4 separate regions of the Mus musculus genome follow, and all the other regions are linked to region 2. A link is a contact called in public Hi-C and HiChIP or PLAC-seq data. All regions are on one chromosome and are shown on one strand. Each heading gives the region's core, a stretch centred on a gene start, on an enhancer-like site or on the middle of the called end of the contact. The rest is flanking DNA. Distances are from core to core; before and after follow the strand shown.

Region 1 (2,853 bases), core at 287-2,786, 960 kb before region 2:
TAAATCTTCAGGATAGCATGGCCTCAGTGCTTTATCACCTGAAAAAGTCAGAGTGGGGTGGAGAATCCAAGTGGAAAAACAAGACAAACTTTGACTGTCATTGTCTGTGTGAATGACCAAGTTAAAAAAAAAAAAAAAACTTTTTGTATTAAGAAGAGAATGTTGCAAATAAGCTTTTTAATGGAATTCCAGTGCACATAGAACAGCTCAGAGTTGTGTCTGCTTGCATTTCTCTTCCCTGTCCATGTCTGGATGGTATGGAATCTGGCAAGGATAGACTGTATCATCAGTACCCAGCATGGCAACCTGCCTATCAAAGGTGCTGGGCCAGATCTATGAAAATGTATAGGACCTGAGGCCTTAGGAACACAGAGAGAAGCACCTAGGCCCAGTGTTAAAGCTGATGGTTTAAAATATCGACTCAAGTGAGATCGATACCATTCAAATGTGGGCTCATTGGCAATATTTTAAGGGGTCTGAGGACCGTTTGGGAGAATGTTTCTAAAAGGGTTCGGTGGGGTCTCACATAAATATAGCTTTGTAGTGACAGGGGACAAAGTGGGATCACCTGATAAACAGAGAGACAATATGAGGGGCTTTTACTATCTATTCACCTATTAGGAGTTATTGTGGCTTACCTGCCGACTGACAAATTTTTCCAAAGCTGTGGGTTATAAACTAAGAGCGCGGCACCATTTTTTCAAAAGCAGACTTCTGTGAGTCTCTGCAGCATTTCTCCATCAGAACTGGTTTGTCTTAAGTTTTAATGCCTTTAGATTTGTGGTCAAGATTTTTAAAAATCGAGGCATTTCACATATAAATCCATACTTCCAATTTCTCTTGGAGATCTGACAATACTGGGAGACCCCCTTCTGAGCCACTGGCTGTTGAGGTGTGGCCTCGAGCAGCAACAGCACTGCCACCTGGAAACCTATGAGCTCCTATAGGGCAGAGCCAAGAAATCTGTGCATTAACAAGCTCTCCAGGTAATTACACCTTCCCTCGGTCCTGGGGATTGAACCTACCACCACTTCTGTGTTAGATGTCTATTTTCAGCCATCTTATGTTATATGTGTGCATGTGTATACGTGTGTGCTATATGTACTTGTTAGTGTTGGTTTATAAATATGTGCACATGGAAGACTAAGTACTAAGTGTCTTTCCTCGGTCATTCTTTTGGAACTGGAGTTATAGGCAGTTGTGAGCCACCATGTGGGTGCTGGGAACCCAACCCAGGTCCTCTGTAAGAGTAGCAACTTAACCACTGAGCCATCTCTTCAGATATCTTTTCTTTTAAGATTTACTTATTTATTTTTTATGAGTATGTGTAAATGCCTATTGCTATCTCTGTATCTATATGCATGTACACATACATGCATGCAGATAGAGATAGAGGTAGAGGTAGAGGTAGAGGTAGAGGTAGAGGTAGATAGAATAATGTTTTTGCAGGTGCTGTTGGTGGCTAAGAGAAGGCATCAGATCCGCTGGAATTAGCAGCTGTAAGCTTATGGGTTCTGAGACCTGAATCCAGATCCCCTGGGAGAAAAGCAAGTTCTCTTAAGCACTAAGCAATCTCTCAAACCCCCTATCCACTTTTTTTTTTACGTTTTCATTTGAGACATTTAATGTAGTTGAACTCATTTTATAGCCCAGGTAAGGCTTTGAATATACGACCCTCTTGCCTTAGCCTCTTGAGTATCTGGGATTGCAGGCCTGTTCCAAGAGGCCTGGCTCTGCCTGGCGAGTCTCTGCCTTGTTTCATTTGAGAAGCAGCTGAGATTATAACCAGGCGGAGCTTGGTGGCATGCGTTGTATCCTTCCTAAGCTGGCCTGTGCATGTATCTAGTTCGTGAGCTTCTGGAGATTTGAATTCCCTCACCTCACCGCAGAAAGGATCACATAATTTCAAGGTACAAGATTTTTCCTGTCTCCAGTGCGGATCTGAGTTCTTAAAGATCTGAGGTCACTGGGAGAGCTTTAGGAACCCAGGATCATCCCCAGGCATATCAGATCTATTAGCTGCTGCCCATGTGGCAGTATGAGAAAACTCAATTAGTACAAACAGATAAGGGCATATTGAAGTCTTGGGAGAAAGAGAGGCCTGGTTTGAGTCCCTAATGCATACAAGTAAAATGGTTAGATAAAGCTTTATTTAATTACACTACAGGCGGGAAGAGAGTCACAAGGCATCTTGGAGCTTTTAAGTGTGTGTGTTTTAATCAATTTTTCAGAATGTCTGTATGGTTTCTGCCAGTTGCCTGGACAGTCATTAATTACTCAGCCTCACCCTAAAAATAAGCAAGTCTCCATCTCATTACGAGGGAACTTGCTACTAAGGCAGCCTCCATTTGTGGGCTAGGACTGTAAGTCTTCCCAGGTGTGAGCCCCACATAGCTGGTTAGCCTTCTTTTCAGTTTGCTTGCCCAGCTGCTACTCTTAGTAGGTGCGCTTGTCTATGACACATAGATCAGACTTAAATTTTACTTCCAGATTCTAGAGATAATGTTTAGCTTCCTAAAAGAATCATAAAGCGATATATATGAATTAGGGCTTATCAGACATTAATGTCTCTTGCCTTTCCTAGATCCAGGGCTGGTTAAGTGGGGTTCTATGGTCAATTTTAGACAATGGCTTGGATCTTAAATAGAAATCTGTGTGTCTTTAGGTCTGGGGCCATTAAGAGAAGACGAATCTCCATGCCTTTACTTTCTCTGCTTTGGTAACATTAGATAATATATTTGAAGTGATGGACTTGCAGACTAGAGGTCACTTGGTTCTTGTTATGATACCTGAGGTCAAGGACAGCCACCTAACACATGCCAGGCTCGGATGTGATTAAAATTTAAGCCTTTT
Region 2 (2,700 bases), core at 45-2,544:
GAAGATTAATTTCTGTTGTTGCTATTTTAAATGCAAGGGATTACAAAAAATAGAATATAAAAAAATACTTTGGTGAAGGCAACCACTTATAAAATGTGTCAAATGATTCCTTATTTTGAATCTATGGTGAAGTAGCTCAAAATTATTTCTGTGATTTTACATGAGCAATTCAAAGAAAGAATTCCCATGCAGGTTGTTGTTTTGTTGGGAAATCACTGTGCAGAGGAATGGCTTTTAAACCTAGCTGCTATTTTCTGATTATTTTCTTTGTTTATCAGTATCCTAGTCTAAGCAGTAACATTTGCTTTTGATTGCTAGAGACCTCGATTTTAAATTTCTTACCTTTGGCCTGATATTTATTAAATAAATGGAGCAGTTTTCTATAATTAATACATATAAAGCTATCTTTACATCAAAAGTCACAATAAAACATGACTTGGTATTTCTCAAATGATAATACATCTGTGAAAATTCAATTTGTCCACCTTTGCCTCAAAACAAGCCTTCATGTTTTACTGTTGAAGCAAATGCCAAAGAAGGGGGCCCTGGGTGCTGCCTCCTTAAGTCTAATACTATGATCATTTGGCAAATTATACAAAAGGAGAAGATGACAACATCCCAATAAATCAGGAAACTGTCAAGATTAATAATCTTAGCCGTCATCTGTTTTCCTATGAAAGCCCGACTGGCATCAAGCACGTTCCAGTTTATTCTGCCCTTCTTCTGGTTGGGAAACTGGATTTGTGCCAGCCTGGTGGCACACGACCTCCAGGAAGCCATCCTGTATGCCTTCTATCGTATTAGTCTGCATTTTGCCAGTCGCGCTGTTTCACGGGGCTGCAAGCAAGAACTCCTTAGGACACATGCGCCCTTCTCCCGTTTCTGATCAGCATTATCACTTGCTACAGACGGGAGACAATCTTGAGCTTAAAAGTCTGCATTTCTGTTTGTTTCCTTACATTCTAATATTTGCTGTTTGGTTTTAAAAGTTTTCCTCAGCTCAGACAAAGTAGAACCAATGAAAGAAATAAAATAAAGGCCCGACGTTCTATTGTCAGTACAAGGCCTTGCCTCTCTGGTTTCTGTTACTGGATGACAGACCTTTGGTTACTCAGGTATTTAAAAGCTGATCATTCAGCCATCCAAAATAGAACTGTGTCCGTGATCACATCTGTCTCTACTTTTTTGTTCAAGCCTTTTGATCAGGTTCTTACATTAAAGAGGGATTTGAGCTGGCTGAGTTCCTCGGGGAGGGGAGGGGGAAGAAAAAAAAATGATTCCAACATTTGAACAATGGTTCCCTCTTGTGGCCAGGCTTCAGGACTGCTGTTCAGGAAATCGAGAGCGGTGAAAAGTCTCTCCTGATGCTTAGACTTTTGTGCAACCTGCTGTATACCTACTGGCACCTGGTTTGGAGACCCTTCCTTCAGGTTCCAGTCACTGGTCCTATTTTTAGCATGGTGTAAGCTTTGTAGATTGAGGAGACAGCGGAACCCAGCTGTTCTGTGCTCATCATTGCTCTTATGCAGAGAAAAATCTTCCTTTGGAACAGCGTAGTGTCCGTATTTTAGGGAAAAAAAATTGAAGTTGTTAATGAGTATTTGGGGGAAAGGCTGTCTGGCTCTCATTATAGGGTTCAGAAGTGTATTTAGACTCCATAAGTCAAAGCATTCATAATCTCCTGAGGGAGCATTTCTGGTGTAGAATTAAGTCTAGACTGTGCTCATTCGTTTAGGCATTTTCATCTTTGAGGGTAAGAGCCTACAACACGACCAGTTACTCGCAGATGGGCCTCCCATGCCCCTTTCATCCATTCTCAAATAGACTTATTCGATCTGACTTCCTGATGGGACAACACTTGGTCTAATGTAGCATCTGTCAAAGCCCCCGCACAGGTCCTCACGGTGTTGAACCATGCTTAGAGTGGCGACTGCCAGAAGATGCCCCTTTAAACAGACTTTCCCCTCTTTAAGATCATATTCAATGGAGAAGTAAGCTACTGCGACATTGACAGGAATCTGCTCTTGCATACATGAGACTTTAAATATCAAGGAAAAATTGTAGCTGTCCGTGCAACAAGATGAATGCAATGTGTGTGTGTGTGTGTGTGTGTGTGTGTGTGTGTGTGTGAGTGTGTGTGTGTGTGTGTGTGTGTGTGTGTGTGTGTGTAATACAATTCTAGGTATAGAAACATTCTCTCTCAATGCTGTTCTAGGGATCCCATTTAAGGAATGAAAGCTTTTGTATTTGTCAAGGCATTTCCAGGCCACAATTCTTATTTACCTCACAGTTTGTTTGGAAGTTTTACATGGTAAACAATATTCAGGGTAGAAATGGAAGCAGTCTTGCCAATCCTGGACAACATTGTCAGTTGCCAGGAATCAAGACTACAGAGCTTTAGTAATTATTATTTTTTAATTGTACCTATGAACATGTAACGTATGTAAAACATGCGCATGCACATCTGTGCCAGGATATGTATGTTAAAGTCAGAGGACCGCTTTAGGAGTCAATTCTTCTCCCTCTGCTCTATGCATCCCGGGGACAGAATCCAGACCCTCAGTCTTAGCAGCAGACACACTGACCTACTGACCCATTTCGCAGACAAATGCAGGTGTAATTGCTCATATACTACTTTTTCTCTTGAGGGCAAACAAAGCTTTCTGATGCTCTCACATTCACTTGCAATATGAGTCATGT
Region 3 (2,904 bases), core at 206-2,705, 700 kb before region 2:
CACGGTAAAAGTCACCAGCTAAACAAAAGCTTCCTCCCTTATGTAACACTGAACATAGTCAATAGTCCTCCGTGGACGTCAAAATAGGGCTTCACGTAGGACAAAGTTGGGTTTGCCCATTCTCCTCCAGTCGAACAGATCGCAGAGCCTCGTCAAGAAAAGGGCCATTTGTTTGAAAATACTCTACCGAGCACACTCTACCTTGCCACTGGAATATGCCAAGCGCTGTCACAGATGGCAGGCTCTGACAGTTCCCATCCGTAGTGTCGATACTCGACAGTTCAGCACAAGATCAGTGACATTCTGTCTCATTAGAACCACGCTAATTATCACAGCTAGTTCCAGGGAAACCATGTGCTGCGATGGTCAATTTGAAGGAGTCTGTGCATCAACAAACTGGTAATAAGGATCAGACACCTTATTATATGACAGCATGCTGCCTATGATCTGATTTACGGAATCAGAGGCACTGGGGCGGCCGAGGAGGCTGGCAGTTTATGAAACAGTGTGTTTAAACCCAATTCCTGAAGTATGCTGCTTGGAAGGGGGAACTGCTTGAAAATGACACAAAAGCAACTGGAATTGTTGAAATCAAAAAAAAAAAAAAAAAAAAAAAACAAAAGAGAATACATTTTTTTTTTCTATTAACCTACAACAGAAGTGGATTAAGATTTAGGGAGAAAAACAACTTCATCATTTTGACACTTAGAAATCAACTCCACAAATGGTTTGGAGTTCATATTGTGAAAGTTATTTATTTAGCAGCCAATTACACAACAGCTTTATTTCTGTAAGTCTTTAAAACAGGGACTTTTACTTTTTTTTTGGTTGGTAATCAAACTTTGTGCCATTTTACCAAGCAAAAGAATTGCATACAAAAAAAAAAAAATACTTAGAACAAATTGGAAAAATAAAATAAAATAAAAATAAAAATTAAAGTACTAAGGTTACTTTCTAAGATGCAAATATCAGGGGAGTGGGTGAGATTCATAGTCCTTACCCAGGACCTCAGACCTCCCGCACCTCTGCTTGGTGTGAAAATCTGTAGTCCCTTTCAGAGTTATTTTTCTATCATCACTCTCCATAAACTTACTTTCACCGCTCATTCATTTCATGGGGCCTTTATTTTCAGTTCCCAGGTGAGGGGGAAAAAAAAAGCTAAACTTTAAATAAAACCTACCTTCATTATCTAAAATATAAAAGACTACAGAGACTCCCAAGAAGACGCTCGCCTCTACAGTCAGGCAGTCTGCTGAAAGATCTCACCTGTATCGCATTCGGCGTGGGGTTTAACGGGAAGGCATCAAGCTCTCTGATGAACCCCCCTTATGAGCGAACGCCCTTCAGTCTGCTCATTTCCCTTCTTTTACTGATGTTGTCTAGGAAGAGCTAACCTGACTGAAGCATGAATACCAGAGAGCTTCGGATTGAATCAGGGGCCTCTCTGAGGTAGGCTGGCTCTCAGTCAGCCCGTGGGTAAAGGAGGTGCTATAGCTACTAGTGCTTCCTGCTGTGGCATGGCCACACACACCGTGGCCTCCGTCATTTCCTCTCTTGAAGACCTTTACAGAGCTGCTCCAAAGTCACAAAACTCCTTTTCTCTAAATCCTACCTAAAGTTCCTAAAAATGGAAAAACTGAGCTCACTGAATTCTGACTGTCTTTGTAACAGTTAAACCTATTGAGCTGGAAGCAAAAAGTGCACATGGCTTTCAGCTAGCTTTATAGAGGTAGAAAAGTGAAATTCTTAAATCATTTAAAAATAGTCAAAGGATAGCCAAAGATCTCTGTTGGACTTAGGAACAGTATTTAAGGGGCAAGATATCCCTTTACATAGCTTTTTAGCCAAAAGTGGGCAAGTACACACTTTATTTAATAATGCTGGACCTGAGAGACCAAACCTTAGACTTACCAAAAGATGTACTTGTTTCAGAGCACAGAAATCTAATCCTATTTAGATCCACAAATTTAGCTAGTCCTGAAAAACATACTCTGGCATGCAGTGAGGATGGCCATGTTGTCAAGAGTGGCTGGTACTTAAAGCCATCAACTCCAATAGGCTGGTTTAGTATTCAACTAGAAATAGACAGATCAATATTCTCCCTAGTTCTAACATATATGCTATTTTCAGCAAATGATTACGGACACCCTAAGGAGGAAGCCAGTGAACACCCCCACCCCCTTATTCAAGAATCTAGTACAGAGGTTTTGTCAAGCCTGAGCTAAACTTGACCTCGCAGGGGTGAGATGAGAGCTGCAGGAGTTGTGTAGGCTTCCAGCTCTTTCCTCCTCTTTGTTCTCATCAGAGTTCCTCCTGCCCTTCCTCCTTCGGGCAAGCAGACATGGAGAGACCTGAGCTACCTATGACCAAGGTCTGGCTCTACCCAACAGGATGGGAGGACTGGGTAGGTCCAGGTTGCAAAGGAACAGCCTCCCCCACCCCACCCCCCACCCACACACCAAGGAACATGTGCACATCTAGGAGACGGGCTCTGAGGACACGGCACAGGGATCTTCTCACAGACTGCTGCTGAGAGTTGTAGCACCAGAAAGAAGAGAAACTGTGACTCACACGTCTGCGGGGCCTCCTGAGTGCCTTAAATAAAAGTCTGCACAGGTGAAATCGTGCCACAGCAGTATCTGTGACGTGCACATTCAAAAAGAATGAATTAGCACCCAGTTTCTACCGAGTGCAACTCTGCTTGAATAAAACCAATGGTGCCTTCACTAACTGGCTGGGATATGGTGTCACGAGCTCCCTGGTTTATCTCTAGGTGCTGCCACTATAAATTCTTTTATATGCTACATTTTTAGCTCTATTGCTAGCTGCCCTGCCCCCCCCTCTCCGATTTGTGACAGTTTAATTGTATTTAAGACATCTCAACTAACCCAACTTACAAATATG
Region 4 (2,890 bases), core at 16-2,515, 920 kb before region 2:
TGTGCCATGCTGTAAGTAGTCACTCTCTCCCAGAGCCTCCTGTTTGAGCACCTGGTCCCCAGCTGATGACACTACTTTTAGACAATATGAAACGTTTAGGACATACAAGTGTTTTACAACAGGGATGAAAAGTAACTGACCCAGGGTGGTTACTAAATTGAACTAATACTAGTTTCTCCCATTCAAAGGATGATCATAGATCCTTTCTCCAAGAGAGTCTTGGAAGATTGGCTAAAATTCATATTAAGCATAATTCACTAATATGTATTTTATTAGGACTATAGTGGAGTTTTAGGAGAGGGTTGGGGAATTGAGGATCTGCTGAGTGATGGCCTTGGGCTGTTAACTGTGTCATTCTCTTGGAGGGCCAGCTGCTTTCATCTGCCCTGTTCTTTGGGTGTTCTGTAAGTTCGAGCCTAGAGCCCGAAATAGGAAATGGCCCACTGAGTCTTTTCAAGTAATTGGCTAGCAGCGCCAGGAAGAGGATTCATTGTAAATGCCAACAGTGATCTGCTGGGTTTAAAAGACGGGGGAGGCAGAGGAGACTTATTGACCAGAGGGAAAAAAAAAGCCTTGGCTAATTTGTGTAATCAGCTTTATCAATTTGCATAAATTGTGCATCAGGCTATATTCCTCTTGGGCATAATAAGTCCAAATTTAGTTTTTCTAATTTTAAAGTCATCAGTCTTTCTCTCCTTTTTCCTCCTTCTTCTATTTCTTTCTGGGACTTTATGGGTCACACCTCCACGCATCTGTCAGGTGGTCAAGTGTGCCCTTAGTTCACAAGGACCCAGCCAGAGCCTTGCTGTGGTGGCTAATCCTGCTATTAAAATTTGTCTAGCCTTGACCCTTGGTACTCCACAGGGCTCTATGTCTTTCTGATCCTTTTGCTATGCTGCTGCTCAGAACCTCCCACCATTTTTAACCTTTCCCGTTTTTCCAGCCTTCTACCTCATTCTTTTCAGACCTTGCCACATTCTAGATTTCTATCTTCTGAGCAGGCTTTCTGTCTCTGATTCCAACTGCTTCTCCCTCTCATTGTTCTCCTCTCAATGCCATAGCTGCCAAGGACTTCTCAAGAAAAGGTCTCAGAAGTCATTGTTTTTCCTTTGAGGCTGGGCAGTGCCTTTTTGTGATTGTAGGGGTATAATTGAATGCCCACCTATCCGCTTTTCTCCAATCCTCATTCCTCTCCCTGGGCCACTTCTGGGGTTCCTCACCGGCTTCCACTTTCAGTCTTGCCACGTGCCAGCTCATCCTCCACATTGCCAGCCTCGGAGCTTGAGCTTGGATCTGATTAAAGTCTAATCAGAAGAGGTGATCACAGGACTTGTTCCCCAACTTCAGCAATTACGTAACTGATGAATCTCCTTCAAACCAGCAAGCGTTCAGGAATAAACATGAGAAAACACTATTTTATACAGCATATAGATTACATAAGCAAGTTGAAAACATCAGCAACTCTGAGGGAGGTTTAAACCTATCTGCACTTCAGACACATAGCTCTGAGCTTTGGAAGACGAGGCCGCACTATGGCCTGGGCTAGACGGTATCATTAAAGGCAAAAGCACTGGGTTTGTGGACTGCTGCGATGACCCAGGCGGCGTCTCATCGGGTTTTATGCTGTCCAGAGGGCTGAACTTCTGACATAAAATCTTATCTCAAAGTTGCAAATGTGACCCTAATGTCCCTTTTAAAGCAGTGGCTGTTTGTGGTGCGGAGATGTTTAAGCTCCAGGCTTTACAAACAGTTCTATAATAGCATTAGCCTGAAGATTGCCCCTGCCTCTACTTCAGAACACCAGCATTTGCAAATCTGGGCATTTGCAGTTCTTTCTGATACACTCAGTGTCACTGGAACTGAAGCATCTGCTTCCAGAGGATAAACTTCGAGTTCTGCCCCAACCAGGGAGGGATAACACAGGAGCAAGAGGCTGAAGTCCTGTTATGTCCCCAGCCTCGGTCACTGCCAACCGGCTCATATTTCCTTTGGGCTCTAGCTATTTGGGCCAATCATTTTCATGGCTGGTTTAAAGAGCATGTGCCTAATTTAGAGCTGCTGACACCAGGCAGGGAACAGGCCACCTGGCAAATGCCTTGGGCTTTGAATGCTTCCACTGACTTGAAGCCCAGGCCAAGTTCCCCTCAAGTTGTACTGAGGTTTGTAAGCTTTTTTGGCAAATGCTGGGCTCAGACTGGACCAGGTAATCAGGGTTTCATGGTCCTCAGCTAGGTGTGAAATTTTAATCAAAGGGATTTTATTTTTGCAAAAATATAGCACACCACCAGAAATGTCACATAGAATTAAGCTTTGGCTTCACTGAGTTTTGAGATGGTACATCACAAAATAGCCAGCTTTGTTCTCTTTGGTAGGAAGGCAATAGTGTTAAAAATAAATGGGACTGGGGTAGTTCTACCCCCCCCCCTTAGTCTTATGGAAAAATACAACAATTTTAGTTCATCTACAATTTGGAAAAATACTTTCCACTTTAATTGTAAAATGGTCCAGGCAGTACTTAAGGTTCATTCTTTAAACACACTGTCCAGATCCAGGGGTTCTTGTGGGTTGGTATGGATACTGCTATTAGATCCAATATGTTTTCCAGGCTTGCTCCAGGCATCCAGAATTCATCTAGCAAGGCTTCCACAGCCTGATTGAACAACATACCTTAGCAACAACATATGAGGGCATCAGACCAAAATGAAAAGAATTTCTTACCCAACAAAACAAAGCCAGAACCATTTCCATTACAAAGAGAACTCAGGGCTCTGGTGAGGAAACAGGGACAGCTGCTAAGGTGGAGATGGACAGACACCTCTGTGGCTTGGTACATTGAATCCATCTGGGCCCACCCTAAGAGATGCTGGAGCATTCAAACACTCTGCCCTTG

Evidence for each region. A called contact is a pair of places that touch in the nucleus more often than the background predicts. HiChIP or PLAC-seq counts read pairs in DNA pulled down with a chosen protein or histone mark.
Region 1: a Hi-C map of the N1E-115 cell line shows a contact between it and region 2, with 9 times the contacts expected there. The contact joins two enhancer-like sites. A contact is called at or near these places in 1 of 15 datasets of contacts at CTCF or cohesin (pro-B cells), 1 of 484 Hi-C or Micro-C datasets (the N1E-115 cell line), 1 of 115 datasets of contacts at active chromatin or transcription factors (double positive thymocytes) and 1 of 9 other capture datasets (embryonic trunk).
Region 3: a contact with region 2 is called in a Hi-C map of CD8 T cells, with 4 times the contacts expected there. The contact joins two enhancer-like sites. A contact is called at or near these places in 2 of 15 datasets of contacts at CTCF or cohesin (large pre-B cells and pro-B cells), 3 of 484 Hi-C or Micro-C datasets (CD4 T cells and CD8 T cells), 4 of 115 datasets of contacts at active chromatin or transcription factors (SST interneurons, double positive thymocytes, memory CD8 T cells and 1 more) and 2 of 9 other capture datasets (embryonic tail and embryonic trunk).
Region 4: a contact with region 2 is called in an H3K27ac HiChIP or PLAC-seq map of SST interneurons, with 10 times the contacts expected there. The contact joins two enhancer-like sites. A contact is called at or near these places in 2 of 15 datasets of contacts at CTCF or cohesin (large pre-B cells and pro-B cells), 1 of 484 Hi-C or Micro-C datasets (cerebral cortex), 2 of 115 datasets of contacts at active chromatin or transcription factors (SST interneurons and astrocytes) and 1 of 9 other capture datasets (embryonic tail).

Annotation. Positions count from the first base shown.
Region 1 is chr17:51,496,900-51,499,752 of GRCm38.p6, forward strand. It overlaps the pseudogene Gm46574. Among named protein-coding and RNA genes, the nearest start is that of Gm31143, 36 kb to the right of the region's middle. Within about 2 kb of position 1,537, at least 1 of the 459 cell types and tissues checked has an H3K27ac peak or open chromatin away from gene starts, as enhancers often do. A contact at or near this core is called in the N1E-115 cell line, where this site is marked.
Region 2 is chr17:52,460,672-52,463,371 of GRCm38.p6, forward strand. No RefSeq gene overlaps it. Among named protein-coding and RNA genes, the nearest start is that of Gm27217, 140 kb to the right of the region's middle. Within about 2 kb of position 1,295, at least 28 of the 459 cell types and tissues checked have an H3K27ac peak or open chromatin away from gene starts, as enhancers often do. A contact at or near this core is called in CD8 T cells, the N1E-115 cell line and SST interneurons, where this site is marked.
Region 3 is chr17:51,761,211-51,764,114 of GRCm38.p6, forward strand. The region is part of intron 9 of Satb1 (special AT-rich sequence binding protein 1); the gene reads right to left. Among named protein-coding and RNA genes, the nearest start is that of Satb1, 70 kb to the right of the region's middle. Within about 2 kb of position 1,456, at least 44 of the 459 cell types and tissues checked have an H3K27ac peak or open chromatin away from gene starts, as enhancers often do. A contact at or near this core is called in CD8 T cells and SST interneurons, where this site is marked.
Region 4 is chr17:51,545,171-51,548,060 of GRCm38.p6, forward strand. No RefSeq gene overlaps it. Among named protein-coding and RNA genes, the nearest start is that of Gm31143, 12 kb to the left of the region's middle. Within about 2 kb of position 1,266, at least 11 of the 459 cell types and tissues checked have an H3K27ac peak or open chromatin away from gene starts, as enhancers often do. A contact at or near this core is called in SST interneurons, where this site is marked.